Linked DNA regions of Mus musculus: region 2 is linked to region 1. The links are chromatin contacts, called in public promoter capture Hi-C maps. All regions are on one chromosome and are shown on one strand. The core of a region is the stretch at or near the end of the contact, and the rest is flanking DNA. Distances in the headings are between cores, read along the strand shown. Region 1 holds the start of 4930564D02Rik (RIKEN cDNA 4930564D02 gene). Region 2 holds the start of Pifo (primary cilia formation).

Region 1 (2,700 bases), core at 42-2,541:
CACTTCCTGTTGGGGGAGCAAATGGAACCGCATGGTTCTGAACAGTTTGAGGGAAAGCAGCAAACCCAGGAACCCAGGAAGCAGACAGCAACGGCATGGCAAACAGGATCAGCACAGAATTCCCAGGGAATTCTTTCCAGGTGAGGCCTCGAGGAGCCCTGAACCTCAACCATGCAGAAGCAGGCCCCTGCCTTCCACTGTCAAACACACTGGCCGCCCTGCCTCTGTGGGATGTGGGAAGACTTCCCGCTTTCCCTCCACCCAGCACCTAAGTGTGTGTCTTCATTCTGTTCCTGTCTGGCCCCTGTACTCCAATCCACTGGACTTTCCTGCCCAGTTCTTTCTTTCTTTCTCTTTTATCCCTAACAATAAATACACAGGTTTTTACGGTCGGAAGAGTTTACTGCTAATCGCTCAAGGAAAATAGGGACTAAGACCAACACATATGAAGACACTTATTTACCTAACGATCCTTTATATGTGTGTGACCAAATGCCCCTCTGTTCCAAGGGCAGCCTGGCTCACACCTGTTCTCCTGCCATATTGATAACAGCATCCTTCCACCTTCAGAAGTATTCATGTTGGTCACCAGGTAAAATAAGCTATTTTATTCATGTAGCAGTTACTTTATTCCAAGATTGTAAGGACAAACCTACTTAATGTCCAAAGCAATCCCATGAGCTAAGAAATACTTTTTAAAATAACAGAACCAACAGATGGAGATGTCTTTAGGAGCTTGCCCAAGGCTACCCAGACAGTCAGTGTCTGAACCAGGATTTGAACTGAGGCATTGAACATAGTTCAGTGTTCTTGCACTGTGGTAGGTCTGATGGTTAATCTTCACCGTCAACCTGTCTGGATTTGGTACCATCTCTGGGTGTGTCTGAGTATTTCTCAGAGGGCTTAACTAAGAAAGGAATATACACCTAAGACGTGGGCAGTGCCATACTGTGGGCTGGGGAAGCATTCTGAATATATATGAAACAAGAAAGGGAGCTGGAGAGATGGCTCAGTGGTTAGGAGCATTGGCTGCTGTCCCAGAAGACCTGGATTTGATTCCCAGCAGCCACACCGTACCTCACAACTGCCGATAACTCCAATTCCAGGGTCTCTGATGCCCTCTTCTGACCTCCACAGGTACCAAGCATTCATGTGTTATACATACATACATACATACATTCATACATACATGTAAAAAAACACATAAAAACTTTAAAATTTCTTAAATGCCCTCCCCCCCCCCCCTTACGTTGTTTCTCAGGTATTGCATCGACCCATCCTTGAGAAAAGTAACCAACGTCGGAAACCAGTGCCGTAGGGTGGGGCTGTTGCTGTGACAACTCTGGTCACGTGGTTCATAGGCCGTCAGAAGTGGTTTACGACAGGATCGTGGGAAAGTTTGGGATTGTGTCCTAGAGACACTCTAGGATGCTGTCAGCAGGACTTAGTGAGCTGCTATGGTTGGCACTGGGAAGACCAGAATGCCCACAGGAAGGCAGACAGAAAAGACGGCACTTACAAGGTTTCAGAGAGGAAGAAAGACTATGAGGAATTGGACCAAAGGCTATTTGTGTTATATACTGGGGGAGGAGGGCTGACTGCTTTCAGTTCGTGTTCAGAAAACTTGTATCAGGCTCAATTGAAAGATAATGACTAAGCTGTTTGGTGGAAACTTAAGACAGCATAGCATCCAGCCATGGGCATGGTCATTGCTAACACCTCTTAGTGAAATATATATTATCAGAGAGAGCAGGAATGTCAGGAAAGAACAGTGAGAATCTGGGTTTCTTTAAAAAAAAAAACACACAGGAATATAAGAACAGCACGATTTAAGGCTTAAAACAGAAAGGGGGAAATGCAGTGAGAATTTTGGTTTCTTTAAAAATACAGAAATCGTATAAGAATGTGCTTTCATTTTAATCCCAGTGTGGGGCATGGGGTTGCTTCAGCTTGTCCACAGCCGCTGACAATGGTTTGCCTCGTGCTCTAGCAGGGCTGTGGTTCTGCCAGCTGCAGACAGTTTCTACAGCTGTGTGACGTTTGGAATTTTGGGGACTTTTCAGAGAATATATAAATGCTTGGACCCCTATAGAAGAGGCTGCTGATTGGCTAGTTGGTAGTTTGATGATGTTGGTTGCAGTTTGTCAAGCAGTTGTGTGCAAAGAGACAAAAAGAAGAAATTAGATATCCTAATGGCAAGGATCAAACTTGCCCCAAGGACCTCGATGCCCCTGATCAGCAGGAATCACCCCCTTTCCCCTCTATCCTCTTATCTCTCCTACCTAGTGTTAGAGGGTTTCAAGGGAAGAAGTAAACAAGTGGAAAGGGGAGGAAAAGGATGGAAGAAAAAAGAACCCGCACAGTAGCCAAAAGTCAGGTTACAAAACAGTGTACAGTGTGTGGGCTAGAGTGTGTGGGCTCAGTGGTTAAGAGAGCTGGCAGGACTTCTAAAGAACCCAGGTTCCGCTCCCAGCACCCAGGTGGCAGCTCACAACGATCTCTAACTCCAGCCTTCAGGATCTGGTGCCCTCTCCTGGTTGCCAATGGTACCAGACCCACATGTAGTGCGCAGACATACACGTAGGCTCAACACCCATACACATAAAAATAAAGACATAAAACTCAAAAATGAAAAATGTACAGTTTGTTGAGGAAAAATACACGTGCAAGTTTATAGTTGCAGACAAAACTTTTGTGGAG
Region 2 (2,700 bases), core at 114-2,613, 930 kb before region 1:
ATGAAGGAGCTAGATCAAGGACCCAAGGAGCTGAAGGGGTTTGCAGTCCCATAGGAGGAACAACAATATGAACCAACCAGTACCCCCAGAGCTCCCAGGGACTAAACCACCAACCAAAGAAAACACATGGTGGGACTCGTGGCTCTAGCTGCATATGTAGCAGAGAATGGACCAGTTGGCCATCAATAGGAGGAGAGGCCTTTGGTCCTGTGAAGGTTCTATACCCCAGTATAGGGGAATGCCAGGGCCAGGAATGGGAGTGAGTAGATTGGGGAGCAGGGGAGGAGGGAAGGGATAGGGGATTTTCAGAGGGAAAACTAGTAAAGGGTTAGATGTAAATAAAGAAAATATCTAATAAAAAAATCTAAAAAATAATCTAAGGAAGGAAGGAGAGAGGGGGGGGGAGGGAGGAAGGGAGGGAGGGAGGGAGGGAGGGAGGGAGGGAGGGAGGGAGGAAGGAAGACACACAGCAGCATGGGCCAGACAGTGTGTCTTGTTACCTCCTATACCTGGACAAGTCGTAAAGCTACCCTAAAACACAGGGGAGAAAAGTTCTTGTTTCTGCACAGGACAAAGTTTAATAACAAACATTCTGATGTTCTTTCTCTCAGTAGTATGAAAAAGCTCAAAGGTTAGTTGGCTGTTATCTATGTGATGAAAACCTTTTACGTTGACAACTGCTAGGAAGTACACACTGTGTGGTTTTGCTTCCACAGCCTTAAAACACTCAGCAAACCTGTCAGTAGAATTATGAGGATACTGAGACTTACAAAAATGTTAAATTATTAAGCTCTTCAACAATGCAAATGCACTCTTAGTGTTCCACTGAGAGCCATTAGCTTTTGAAAGCCTCCTACCCACACGTTCCTGCGCTCTCCTACCCCTGCACCCCTACACACACACACACACACACACACACACACACACACACACACACACACACGATCTCAGACTTGAGGAAAAAGAAAAACGGATCTAAAATGGACCTGATGGGGTCCTTGCTGTCAGCGCAATCTCAACACCCACCTGCCCCACAGTCCTCTGCTCCAGGCATCGTTCAGAGGCACAATCTTCCTCACTTGTCAGCACAGAGTTTTCTCCTTTTCTGGTCCCCGGAGTCCAGACCTAGGGTGATCTGAGCCCCATAGACCTACCTTTACAGCAGTGTATTCTTCGTGGACTTTTCCAAAGAAGTTTTCCACACACTCACCCATGTAGCCCTTCCACCTGGTGCCTAGCTGGTGCCACCCTCTAGAGTTAAGAGCCTCAAAGCTTAGATGTAACTTGACCTGTGTCCTGAGCAACCTGCTGCGCAGGCGCGCTCAGAGCTCTCCGCGGTTCCGTTCCCTTGGCAACGTAGTACACAGAGCTAATCCTAGCACCCTGCAGGATGTGCTTCAGCAGAATAGGTAAGGAGAGTAGCAGAGATTTACAGAGCAGACAGCAGAAGAAGGGTAAGAAGAGCAGGAGAGATGAACACGGAGGAAATACCGGTTGCTCCTCCGCTCCGTGGAGTTACACCTGCTTTACAATGTAAGAGTTGGCAGCACGGTCCCCTTGCCCCATGCTTCCCTCCACCCACGTGCTCACCTGGAGTTTCTTCTCTTGATCTTTAGGGAAGGTGAATAATTACTCCTTTGGAACACGTCAAGCGAGGAAACTCTTTCCTCACTACCATCCCCCAACCTGGCTGGGGAACCTGTATCTCCCTCTTAGGGGAATGCCCCACACAGGCCCTGGGTGTTATGCAGCAGCAACAGATGTAAGTATTCACTTCCCCTTGGGTGGGACTCAGTTTCCTGTCTACAGCAGGATGCATAGGTGTTCTGGGAGAAAAACTGCTCTATGTGTAACTTTAATTTCTGGGTCCCAATATGAGACAAGCTGTAGAGCCTATGTGTAAACTACGATAGTTCGCCACTTTCCATCCCCCACTAAACGCAAGCTTGTCTTCATATAATCCCTTCCCTGTCTTCACTTCCAGCGCCCTCTTGAGCTGTCAGTCAGTACAATCTTCAGGCTGACTCTTCCATAAAAGTAAATTCAGTTGTTGACAGCTCTAAAGACTGAAGCCATTGGGATACACAGAAATTCATGTGTTTGTCTGTCCAGCCACACCTCTTTGCAAAGTCACTTGTGTCATTTGTTGAACTCTATGCTTTTGACTATAAAAGAACCAAGACAAGGTGGGGGAAGGCCATGTCTTGCAGAGAAGTTTACACATTCTGTATTCACTCCACTTTGAAGGCCGTTCTAGGATTGTGTTACTAATTCTGATGCTTTTCTTCTTTCTCCACCCCACCCCACCACCGCACCACCACCACCCCAACCCCACGCCCACCCCACCCCCCACCCCACCCCGCCTTCGTTCTCTTCCTTCCACTGGAAGTGGAATGGTTTGGCATATAATCTATCGAAAGTCCCAACCAGTACGAAAGGCTATGCTATTGGAGCCAGGACAGCTGTGAGGTTTAAGCCAATCAGCAAGGTAATGTTCTGGGATTGTTCTGGGTGGATCATGTGGCAACATAAATTTATGTTGAGACATTAACACAGGTAGATGATTGGGAAGCAGGGAGAAAAGCCCTTCACTAAAGAAATGGATCCAAAGCAAGGTTTTAATAACCAAAAGTTGAAATTGAGAACCTACATACATCACGTTATCTTGTCAGTTAAAGGATAAATTCCAACTTTTTTACT

The links. Promoter capture Hi-C pulls out the DNA fragments that hold promoters and counts their contacts.
Region 2: a promoter capture Hi-C map of embryonic stem cells shows a contact between it and region 1, with 3 times the contacts expected there. The contact joins the promoter of Pifo here to the promoter of 4930564D02Rik in region 1.

What each region holds. Positions count from the first base shown.
Region 1 is chr3:105,065,435-105,068,134 of GRCm38.p6, reverse strand. It overlaps 4930564D02Rik (RIKEN cDNA 4930564D02 gene), which reads right to left and starts at 1,291. Exons shown (of 5, transcript NM_029228.1): 1 at 1,250-1,291.
Region 2 is chr3:106,000,160-106,002,859 of GRCm38.p6, reverse strand. It overlaps Pifo (primary cilia formation), which reads left to right and starts at 1,363. Exons shown (of 6, transcript NM_029604.3): 1 at 1,363-1,533; 2 at 1,617-1,762; 3 at 2,390-2,488. The coding sequence starts at 1,473.